Regions from separate parts of the Mus musculus genome. Here region 1 is linked to region 2. A link is a contact called in public Hi-C data. All regions are on one chromosome and are shown on one strand. Each heading gives the region's core, a stretch centred on a gene start, on an enhancer-like site or on the middle of the called end of the contact. The rest is flanking DNA. Distances are from core to core; before and after follow the strand shown.

What was found. Hi-C and Micro-C count contacts between places; a contact is called where the count stands out from the background.
Region 1: a contact with region 2 is called in a Hi-C map of CD4 T cells, with 2.8 times the contacts expected there. The contact joins the enhancer-like site here to the promoter of Fbxo3 in region 2. A contact is called at or near these places in 1 of 39 promoter capture datasets (fetal liver) and 2 of 484 Hi-C or Micro-C datasets (CD4 T cells and the G1E-ER4 cell line).

Annotation. Positions count from the first base shown.
Region 1 is chr2:104,169,326-104,175,595 of GRCm38.p6, forward strand. The region is part of intron 16 of D430041D05Rik (RIKEN cDNA D430041D05 gene); the gene reads right to left. Among named protein-coding and RNA genes, the nearest start is that of A930018P22Rik, 50 kb to the left of the region's middle. Within about 2 kb of position 3,561, at least 31 of the 459 cell types and tissues checked have an H3K27ac peak or open chromatin away from gene starts, as enhancers often do. A contact at or near this core is called in the G1E-ER4 cell line, where this site is marked.
Region 2 is chr2:104,024,077-104,030,139 of GRCm38.p6, forward strand. Fbxo3 (F-box protein 3) reads left to right here and starts at 3,723. Exons shown (of 11, transcript NM_212433.1): 1 at 3,723-3,890. The coding sequence starts at 3,787. It overlaps 4931422A03Rik (RIKEN cDNA 4931422A03 gene), which reads right to left and starts at 4,285. Exons shown (of 5, transcript NM_175161.3): 1 at 3,702-4,285; 2 at 3,146-3,211; 3 at 2,054-2,136. The coding sequence starts at 3,147.

The sequences.
Region 1 (6,270 bases), core at 2,311-4,810, 150 kb after region 2:
TATCAGTGGGTATCATTCACACAGGTAAGTCTTGCTCTCAAAGATCCCAGACGTCAGAGCTATGCTATATTCATGTTTGTGCCGGATAGTTCTATGTCAACTTGACACAGGCTAAAGTCATCGGAAAGGAGGGAACCTCATATGAAAATGCTTCTATAAGATCAGGCTATAGACAAGCCTATACGGCATTTTCTTAACTAGTGATTAATGTGGGAGGGCCCAGCCTATTGTGGGTGGTGCCATCATGGGCTGGTGGTTATGGGTTCTATAAAAGAGCTGCCCAAGCAAGCCATGATGATCAGAGGAGTAAGCAGCACTCCTCCACGGCCTCTGCCCCAGCTCCTGCCTTCAGGTTCCTGACTTCCTTCAATGATGGACTTCAAATAATGGATGTGTAAGCTTTTTCTCCCCAACTTGCTTTGGGTCACAGTGTTTTATCACAGCAATAGAAATCCTAACAAAGGCTGGGCAGTGGTAGCGCAAGCCTTTAATTCCAGCACTTGGGAGGCAGAGGCAGGTGGATTTCCGCCAGCCTGGTCTACAGAGTGAGTTCCAGGACAGCCAGGGCTATACAGAAAAACCCTGTCTCGAAAAAAAGAAAAATCCTAAAAAAGATGGTGCTGTAAAAACACTTTTACTTTTTGTTAGTATTAACTTAGTACATATACATTTGTGAATAAATTAAAAACACAGCATGAAAAAGAAGTTAGGCATCTCGTCTACTCTTGTTGCCAAGTGAGAACTTGTCTGTATGTAGTTAAAGATCAAAAGTAGGCTCTCCATGTACCTTAAGACTAGGTTTGTTAGCAAACAATTATAGTAACAATAGCAAACAATTTCAAGTATTATTTTATTTTAACATACACAAAAGCAGGTCATGGGATAGAACATAAAATTATCCCTTTATACGAGGACACATATGCCACTGGGGCAGTTTTAGAGAAAGGACTTTTGATCGTTGTCTGGGAAGTGGGTTTTCTTTTTTATTTTTCTTTTTTATTAGATATTTTCTTTATTTATATTTCAAATGCTGATTCCCTCTGAAAACCCCCTATCCCCTCCTCCCTCTCCCTGCTCACCAACCCACCCACTCCAGCTTCCTGGCCCTGGCATTCCCCTATACTGGGGCATAGAGCTTTCACAGGACCAAGGGCCTCTCCTCCCATTGATGACCAACAAGGCCATCCTCTGCTACATATGCAGCTGGAGCCAACAATGTTCCAAGTAAATGGCCCCAAGAAACAAGCTGGAAGTGGGTTTCCTAAAAGCCAGCACACCCGGCTGTTAAGATTTTGTTTGGAGATATCCTCTAAATAATGAATCTGACTTCTAGAAGAACGTTTCTATATAAAGCAGAGAACATTTGGAGTTGAATTCAAAGCCTAAGGGTCTTTAATTCACGCTCCATTGTAAAGGAGAGGAATCTGAGGCCAGAGCAATTAAATGATTTGCTCAAAGTTGCCCGGCGGTGGGCATGTTGACCTGGGCATATCCCACTGTCCTCTGGGCTCATCAATGCTGGTTCCTACCCCCACATGGCCTTCCTCCCCACATTTTCAATTCTTCCTAGTACAGAATGGATATTTGGTGCCAGATTACCCCCAGGAAGGAGATTAATGTCACCGAGGTGAGCTGAGCTAACTTTTTGCCACTTTTCAGTACTGTTACACATCTGTAGTCAGAAAAGTAAATATATTGTGTGAATGTAGAGTTGTGTGTTAGGCAGGGCAAGGGTCTTAGTAATGCTCCTTACCCTTCATCTCCTCCTTAAGATCCTTGGGGTGGGGCTGTGCAATGTGTGGGGTGGGGTGGTGGTGGGGGTGAGCAGGGCACCGCTCTGAATTGGGTTAGTGAAGGTTAGCACTGCCTTTGGTACAGGGAAGTAGACACTGCCCTGACTTCCCTCAGTAATGAACAGGGCCGTGAAGTGTAGGGCAAAATAAACACCCTTGTCCCCCAGATGCCGTGCTCACGGTGTTCCGTCACAGCGACAGAAACCCCAACTAAGACACTGTCTCATGAATTCCAACTGTCCTAGGAAGGGCCACATCCCTCCTAACACCACAGTCCTTTGAGTCATCTGATGTCCACCTAGGAAGGGAAACACCTTCCAAACCCTCTGCCTGCAGAAGGGGGTCATGCTTGTTCTGGTTTTAATGGGACAAATACCGCTTTCAGCCTTAGTTGCTCTTTAGGCTGTGTTAAGGAGACAGCAATTAGTAAAATTGTGACCTGACCCCAAAGGACTATCCTTCAATGACTATAAGCTGGCAGAGGTGAGAAGCTGACATGCCAGGTATTGTTCCCAGAGCTTTGCATACACTGACATTTTAACTCTTACGATAACCTACTGCAATATTAACACGTATGATTATTTTTATTGTACAGATGAGAAAGATAAGGCACTGAAAAGTCAAACAAAGCCCTCGTCCACTGTACACACACAAACAGAACTTTTCCCATCCCATAGGTGTGTGCTCTGATCAAAGCAGGAACAGTCTTCTGAGACAAGGACAGAGATACAATAATTACTAAGATTGTCTCAGAGACCATGAGGATAGATGCATCACTATATAAGCAGAAGTGCTTCTCAGCAATATCTGTCAATAAGCAGTTAGCTGTTCCCAACTGCTCCTTGGGGGTTATGAACTCCTCTGGGGTTCCGTCTGGGTTATGCCATCCATAGCCCTCAATCCAGAGCTCTATGTCTGAAGCCATTGATCAGCTGCTAAGTGAAAGAAATCCATATAGCGGGTGTTCACGTTTGCTTGAGGACCTGTGCTATGCTTGCCCTGTGAGGAGGAGTCTACCGCATGTATTGCCTTGCTTAGCCTCACAGGTACATAAAACAGATGTGTCCATTTTCAGATGGCGGTACTGTGACCACTGGTTTACTTGGCCCTTGCCCCTTCCCTTCCCTTCTGTTCACTTATGATGTCTTATGCTTAGACATACACATATGAAGCCTTCCCACATTGATGGTGGGCTTGAGTGCAGAGTCTGTCTGGAGTCGTATTTGGGAATGAGAATGTATATTTAAGGCTATTTAACCTGCAAGTTAGCGTATTTACTTCTCAACTTCCTAGTGAAAAATCCTGGGAAATTATTTGTGTGTGTGTGTGTGTGTGTGTGTATGTGTGTGTGTGTGTGTGTATTAATCGAAGTATACTTTAGAAATTCTGAAAGGAGAAAAAACAATGAAGGAATGGCTGCTAATAATAAGAAATAGAACGCACAGATAAGCCAAACAAAGAAAATCAAACCCATTGTAATCTGCCAGAATGACTACAGCTAACACTGTGACCTCTGTGTATGTCCTTCCAAATGTTTCTATGCATAGGGAAGAGGTTATAGATCATAAATGCCCAACACCTCCAATCCCCGACCCCAGACAGAACAGAGAATGACACGTTGCCCGTGACAGCCTTCCCTTCTAAGGCACTCGTACTCCGACATCAAATCCTCTGGTTTTTGTGATAGAGAACAGGAAGTGGGGGCAGCAAACTTGAGAGAGGAAGGGTGTGGACTGCAGGGTTTTTAAAGTAGGCGTTTTCTAGAGAAGAACAAAAGTAGCTGTGACGTGTGAAGGAGAGAACTTAAAAAGGACCACATCTTAGTCAGGGGTTCTCCTGCTATGATAAATATCATGGCCAAAAGCAAACTGGTGGAAAGGGTTCGTTTGACTTGATCTTCACTTTACAACCCACCATCAAAGGAAGTCAGGTCAGGCCCTCAAGGCAGAAACCTGGAGAGAGGACCGAAAGCAGAGAAGGAATAACAGACACTGGCTTGTTCTCTATGGATGGTGCTCAGCCTGCTATTGTTGTAACCAGGGCCATCTGCCCAAGCTGTCACCACACACAGTGAGCTGGGCATGCCCACATCAAGCACTAACTCAGAAAGTGCTAAGTAGACTCATCTATAGTCCAACATTCTGGAGACACTTTCTCAGTCGAGAGTCCCTTTTCCCAGATGACTAGCTTGTGCTAGCTAATACGACATAAAACTAACCAACATGACCTCTGAGTATGATATCACATGAAAAATATGAATTGAGGATTAGAGATGTTTACAAATTACTGCTGTTAGCATAGTTCTTTGGTTTAGATACTCTTTCAAAATATCCTGTCTGTATTACGATTTTATAAACAGAAAATAAGCGGACACATGTATGTAAATGGATACAAATATGTAAAGTTTTAAAAAGTTTATTTAACTTTTATTTATGTGTATGTATGTGTGTCTGTGTGAGGATATGCCACATGCATGCAGGTGCCCTCAGAGGCCAGAAGAGGGTGTTGGAACCTTTGCAAATGGAGTCCAGGTGGTTGTAAGTCAATCTGATGTGGGCGCTGGAAGAACAGCAAATGCTCTCAACTGCTGAGCCATCTCTCCAGCCCCATGTAAAGCTTAAAAAATACACATTTGTGTGTCTATATATTATTATTATATAAGTACTATATATAATATTATATGTCAATGAATATCACTCATAAGAAATATTTTAAAGAATTTCATAACCATATTATATGGAATTTTAAGATTATACTTAATATAGCCTACTCTTTTCGATGGTCATCTGATATCTCACTATATAAAGCAAGCTGTAAAAGATATTCTTGTGACTAAACTTGTATATAGCCATGTGTTTACCCCTAGGCTAAATTCACACAAGTGAAATTGTTGGTATAGAGAATATGCATATATTTAAGGTTTGGGGTAGTTATGAATTTTCTCGTGGTAGATTACAACCTATAGAAGAAATCAAGACCATTCTTTCTCCCCTGAACACAGGGGCCCTGGTTTTGGGTGCTCTGCTGCCCTCACACAGGACAATCACCTGCAGTTCTAATCACACTGTTTTCTTTCTTTAAAAGAACTTTCTATATTTGGTTTCTTTATTATTTTATGTGTTGAAGTATTTTGCCTAGGTGTGTGTGTGTGTGTGTGTGTGTGTGTGTGCATGCGCGCACTGTGTTCATGCCTGCAGAGGTCAGAAGGAGTTGGATCCCCTAGAACCTGAGTTACAGACAGTTGTGAGTGGCCAGGTGCATTCTGGGAATTGGTCCTGGGTCCACTTGAAGAGCAGAATGTATTCCTTATTACTGAGTCAACTCTTGGGCCCTACATGTTATTTTCCAAAGAGCAAGGGAGTCTCATACAGCAAGGCTGCCTACACAGTGGGTAAAAATTTATGTGACCTCAGTTTCTTTCTGAAACTCCCTGGGAACAAATTTGAGGGACATTATAGCTCTGCTAGGGACTCCATAGGACATATGAAACTACTTCACAAACTTAGTCCTACTGTTTGGCCTTGGGGAATATTTTGTAGCCTGAAGTCTTCAACAAAATTAATAACTAGTTTTGAAAAAAATACACTAATGGAAAGATGAGCTACTGACCAGCAGAAAATATTAGAATCTATATTCAGGATATGTAAATGACATTGATAAATGAATAAGAGATATCCAGTTTAAAAATGGTACATTATGCTTGAAAAGATACCTCAACAAAGGACATTATCAAAATGTCCAATTTGCAGGTATCATCAGTAACTGGGAAAATTGTATCCCTTCAGATTCAGTAGAATGAGTTAAATAAAAACAGTCTAATAACAGTGAATGCTGGTGAGGCAGAGAAATAGGGTTGAATAGTCATTGCTGGCGAGAGGGAAACGGTTTGATGCTTTCTAGGTTTGCAGTTTAGAAAAAAAGTCAGACCTGTGTATCTACTCTACAAGCCAGCAACTTTATTCTGGGTTGTCTGAAACAGATGAGGGCATGTTTACAACATAGCTAAGTTCTCAGCGTATTCTTCATACTAGGTCTAAAGTGAAAACAACCTGAATATCCCACAATAGGGTGACGAATAAGCACAAGGCATTGGGTTTTTATGAGAACAGTAATAGAAAAGAACAAGACACTGGTAATGCAGTGGGATAGGCGAAGCTGATCTGGAGAAGTCAGACACATAGTACGTACTCAACAATTCATTTAGAAGAGTCCAGGAGAAGCAGGGCTGTGATGGTGGATATCAGATAGGCAGTCGCCCCTGGACAGGTAGTGCTTGAAAGAAGAGAGAGGGAACTATCTGGGGTGTATGAGAGAGAGGAAAATGTTTCGTATTTTGATTAGGCTGATGGTCACAAGGGTATGCCCATTTACTGCAGATATGAACAGTTTACTATAATATATCAGTTTCACCATGATAAAAGAAATAAAATGGGTTGGAACAGCATAGCTGGTTTGGTGGGGGCTGCTCAAGGAAGAT
Region 2 (6,063 bases), core at 2,473-4,972:
CTTTGTTCTAATCTAAGATTAGATTCCTGCCTGAAGCCCACTTCTTTGTCCTTGGCCAAAGTCAAATTCCTGCCCGTAGCCCACTTCTTTGTCCTTGGCCAATGTCAGATTCCTGCCTGAAGCCTACTTCTTTGTCCTTGGCCAACATCAGATTCCTGCAAGCAGCCCCCAAAAGCTCCCCACACAAATCCTCACAGATGGAGAATAAATGTTCTTTTCTCACTCTCTCCCCAGCACATCCCATTGGCTGGGTTCAAACAGGCCAAATAAGAGGAAAGACTAGTGAAGGAGCTCAGAGATCAGCCTTCTGGGGCACAGAGAAAGGCAGAGAAGAGACTATATTTTAATTTTTACTGGAGAGCATTGACAATAAAATAAAACCTAGCCCATCTGAGCTTGCATAACAAGCATTACTGATAACACAGTTATAGCTTAGCCACTGGTGTGACACAGGCCATCTACCTGTTTAGGTCTCAGTAGAAGAACACAGTAAGTTTCCAGACATAGGAGCACCCTAATTCTCCAGAACGTTTGAACTGGTGGGCACCAGTGTTCATCATCCTGGCAAGTGTCCAGTTTTGTGTGGAAATACTGTATGCCCCCCCCCCGCCCCCTAGTAGAAGACACAGTGTCAGTGATACAATGTTGGCAGGCCTTGAGACTACAAGTCTTTCATGGACTAGTCTAGATCCACCATGTTGGAAACAGCCAATACCGAACACTTAAAATGTACCCAGCTGGCAGAGATTATTAATCACCCAAACCAGGTACCTGGCCAAGAAGGATATATCCTTGGGTTCCAAGAAAACAAGAGGTTTGCTGCAGACAAAAAAAACCCAAAACAGCCCATTTGGCAGTGAATTCAGAAATAAGTCTCTGCCAAAGGGAGGACAAGACAACCAACTTCCAGGACTCAGTTTGAGTAGCTGCGGCGACTGCCTATACCCCTCTCCTGTCCCTTCCATGCTTCTCATTAGCCATGGAATATCTGTGTTCCACAACAGCAACTAATTCTGGGCCATAGTTGTACACTACTCATCCAGCTGGCTGCTTTTTGAGTGCCAGTGTCAGCTCCGCCATCTTCATTCACCCCTGAATTTTTCTCCTTCTCCCTGTTTTCCGCCGTAAAGCATAAACACACTCCGGGAGGGATTTTCCTGGGCTCTGCTGAGGACGACCTCTTTTGTCCTGTTCACCAGGCAGCTTATCATCCCAGCTTGTTCTGGTGATGGCGTCCTAATTGTGATCCTCTCTTCTCTTCGTGTCCTGGCCTCCCAAGTGCATGGACTACCTCATTACAATCAGGAGAGTGTCCAAACCCCTCAGCATTGAGACAAGGTTGCAGGTGGTACACAACCTGCAGTTCATGGCCCAGTGGTATACAGCTCTGGTACTGTTTGGTAGAAATACAAATTGGGGGCTGGGGACTAAAAACATTATAGCACACTTGACAGCACTGCCTTACCTCATACTCTCTCAAGCCAACCGTAGCTCCCAGCTTTCTTGTCCCACTAAGAAGGGCTCTTAGGTTGGAAAAAGGAAGATGTAATAAATACCAGAAAGTACTCGTGGCTCCTAAAAGACGGTGTTTTTATAGATGGAGAGAGGACACCTGTAGGCTATCATTTTAGAAGGATTCTTTAGAACTTGTTCTCAGTCAGTTCCTGCCCCACCTCCAAACAAGAACTTCTAGGCCTCTTAAGGAAGGGGGAATTAAGGATTAAAAAATGAATAAAAGCATGCATTTAGAGGTATATTTCCCTCCTTTTGGCCCCAAGTTTCAGTATGGAACTGTGTGATCTTGTGTTCATTTAAAATTTTAGTATTTTGTTCAGAGTTCTAGTTAGCATTAACTGTCAGTTTGACACAGCCTAGAGTGCTCTCTAGGGCTACTTGGGTTTGTCTCCTCCCCAACCAAACGTTATGGAGTGACCCTTCCACATTCTAAAGAGCAGAGCCAGTACTGTGTTCCTGTCAGTACTCTCCAGGCTTCAGGGCCAAGATCTTGTCCGTGGTAAGATAGGAATTGTGAATTAATGCCAGAAGGACTTACTGGAACATGGAACAGTCAAGCCACGTAAGTGACTGACCTGTGACGTCTTTTGGATTTCCCAAGCCTCTCTCACCACACAACCCCTGTGAAACAAACAGAAAAGAATTTACTCCTTGTTCACCACCCATCATACCTGTTCCACACCCACCCTCCATAGCATCTTTACAAAGCTGAAGAATTGCACCTTCCCGTCCTACAGTGGTCTCATTCACTTCAGCCCCCATGCTTGGGGTACTAAATCCAAATTTATAAAATAAAATGTAAAGAATTCAATTTCCTTACTTTTTACTTGTAGGCTGAGAATTTGCCATGTCAACCAAGTTAAAGTAGTTGAGAGAAACTCGTCAGAAGGGCAGGCTATATCATACCCTCCTCTGTCTTGATGTTAGAAATAAATTTGAGGGCTGGAGAGATGGCTCAGCGGTTAAAAGCACTGACTGCTCTTCCAGAGTTCAAATCCCAGCAACCACATGGTGGCTCACAACCATCTGTAATGAGATTGGATGCCTTCTTCTGATGTGTCTGAAGACAGCTACAGTGTACTTACATATAATAAACAAATCTTTAAAAAGAAGGAAAGAAGAAAGAAAGAAAGAAAGAAAGAAAGAAAGAAAGGAAGAAAGGAAGGAAGAAAGAAAGAAAGTTTGAGGTTGAAAATTGTTGGGAGCTGACTCTTAGCAGAAACTACTACCATCTCTGCAGCCATCGCGGGCTATTTACTTACAGGTTGGTACTTTTCCACCCTGATGAGAGACTTGTTTTCCTAGCATGATGTTTTTGCAAGCAGCCCACCACAGCTGAACACACTATAATAATATCCTGTTTTTCTCAGACACATCCTGGACTCCCCAGCTTGTGCTTATATACCCTGTCTTGTTTCCATTCTTCGAATCTCTTGCCCCTCCATCCCCACTCTCTCCCTTGCAGACAGACCTGCAGGCCGGTTCAGAAAAGAAAGAGACCACCACTCCAACTATTGTGTCTAGACAAGACAAATTTATGTTTATCAAGAGGGTGTGCTCAGAAGGTTAAAAAGAATCAAATTCCTTGTCCTAAACACAAGTTTTATAGCACTTGGTGGAAAATACTCACATTTGATTATTTCTTACACTTAAGTAGTTGGAAGAAACTTTCTCTGGGACCAGTAGGTTTAGAAGCCTGGTGGTAAGGGCTTGGGCAATTAACATTTGTTGGACAAGGAATTTATCCAGAGGTCATTTTCGGTTTTTTTGAAGGACAGTTTTTTGCCTTGTGGGCCATGGAAGAATTATAACCTCCCTATCATTTCAAAGTTGGAATGCCTTCCCCTGTGTCTCTTTCCCCATCATTCCTTCCTTGCTAAGTGGACAGGGCTCAGAGCAGCAATTCCGAGTGCAGGTGGGGGTGAGTGGCAATGGGAGTCCGAGGCTGGCAACAGAGACCATGGATTGGAAATGAAGCAATGGGTTTGGGACCCAAAGGCCAGGTAGGGTTAGTGTAAGATTTAGGGAGAGGCTTTGAGGATACGAGATATAAAATGCGTGGAAGAAGAGACCAAAGACTCAGAAACAGACTGGCAGGGACAGCAGCGCCCCCGCAGGGCTGACCGCGGGGTGGGCGGGGCATCCCGGGGGCGGGGCTGGGGCCGGGTGACAGTTACATAACTAACCTGTGCTAGCGGCCGCCGAGCGGTTCGGGCGGCGGGGGCGGGGGCGGGGCCGGGGTGGTGCCAAGGCTGCAGCGGGCCGGGCAAGATGGCTGCCGTAGAGGCCGAGACGGGGCTGCTGACCCTGGAGTCGCTGCCCACCGACCCTCTGCTGCTCATCTTATCCTTCGTGGACTACAGGGACCTAATCAAGTAATGGGGCGGTGCTCTCGGCAGGGGTGGGAACGTGGAAGGAGGCAGGGAAGGAGGCCCGGGGTCGCTGGCTGGACGTGGGCTCCCTCCGCAGCAGGGTGACTGCAAGGCGGCCGTTATCCCGCATAGCGCCCCGGGGGGCTGAAGGAGACTCGGGGGAGCGGTCTGGGCATCCAGGTCTTACCCCTGCCCAGGCCTAGGTCCCCGGGAACTTAGCGCCCTCTCCCTCAAGCCTCGGCTAGGCCGGGTTGCGGAAGAGAGAGGTGGCTCCCTGGTCCTGCACCCCGCGGACCCTCGCTGGCCCTTTGGGGCCTGGTCTAGCGCTGTGGAAAGGCCACTGTCTCGGCCCACGCGCATCCCTGTCGCGCCTGGGGTCCCTGATGACCAGAGCCCTCGTGGGCAGGTAGAACGCGCGCGAGAAGGCCTGCGACCTTCTGACTCTGATGCCATCGTGATCGCGGGCAGCATACACTTTGTCTTGTGTCGGCGACTTTTTTGGCTGTCAGTTTCCCTTTTTATGGTGGGTGGTTGGATTTTGGGTTTTGTCACCGACTTCCGGTGAGGCCTTACAGGTGACTGCAGTTACCTTAGGGTTTCCCAGATGACCAGCATTTACTCCAAAAATAAACACCGGGCATGCGAGAATTCTTTCAGAAACCAGGACTGTTTTAGCGTGGAGGGACAAATGGTCCTGCCGTGTGCCCCTTTCTTGTCACCCTCACCCCCTGTGTCAGGATTGTTTACATTCTTGACCGCATAGCCTGGGTTTCTTGTGCTTCCGTATATATTTGTGGAGGCTGCAAAATGGCCCTCTCACATGGGGAAGACACACTTTTGGTTTTTGCTTCATTACTGGAATCTGGGCATCTATGTCCTCTGTTTTTAGGGGCCTTTAAGAGGTACAGATTTCTTGGAGTTACAGGTAGCTAAGTGGTGGCAGAGATATTTCCTGGGTTTTCTGTTATGGCCTCCACTCGTACCTGCTAAGACATTTGTCTTTCCAAAAAACACACTTCCCCCTACTCAGCCTGTACTAACACACAGAAAGTTTTTCTGTAGGAAAGGTTGGCCAGCTCAAATGTATTTCATCTGAAATAGTTTATTGCTATAACTTCTTATTTAGATAGCCTTCTTTCTTTGCTTGCTTGCTGCCAGAGTTACCTTCTAAAGACCAATCTGGCTGTCATTTTTCTTAAAAGCCCATGACATCCCTGTTTACAACACTGGACCCTGAACTTCTGCAGTATTTAAGGCCCTTACCCAATAGCTTATTATCTAAGGCCTTTCAGGCCTCTCCTCCACTATCATATTTTCTCAGCCCATCAGATGGCACAACACTCGCACATGGTTGTGTATGCTCAGTTCCCTGTCCGGAATACTTCACTCTCCTCAGTTTAGCAACCTTACTCTCCCACTATCTTCTCCAACTAGAGTTTGTAGTAATAAAGTGTGCATTGCTAGAGTGTAAAGATATTTATTTTTGTATTCATCTGCTCAGGTTTGTTTGTTTTGTTTTGTTGAATGTCTGCCATGTGCCAGTTAAATGTAGGATTACAGTAGTGAGTTAGAGAGATATGGTCTTTTTTTTGTAGCTTGACTACTATAGACAAGATGGAAAGTCAAACAAGTATGTAATTACAAAAGGGGCCAAGTATTGGGAAGGAATATGTATATTGCATTGGAAAGGAATGTGGAAGACAGGCTGACCAACTCACAGTGGAAGACATGAAGTGTGGCACAGTGCACTTCTGTCCTGGTGAAGGGAACAGTATTGAGAGGCTGATGGGTCTCTTAACAATAGTGTGTCCTGTTTAACTAGAAAAACAAGAAAGCAGGTTTTGCTGAAGGTAGAAATGACTAACAGGCAGGTTGCATGAAGTGTGGCTGATGAGATTGTGTAGCCTCTTGTAAGAAGAGACTTTTAGTTCAGAGCTTCTGGTAGGAATCAGAATTTAAAGCTGAAGTGATATGACCCCTCTGTAAACATTTGTGGAAGCGAGCGGAGCTGAATCCTATTTCGACTACAGACTCACCTGGCATACTGCAGTTTCTTTCTTGCCCATTACAGTCAGTCCAACTTTGCCTAGCATACAACCTGTTGCCAAGCTCTAACAGTTTGGGTGCATATTTGCTTAACTGTGTTCGGTTGAGCTGTATCAATCTATTGGGAGTC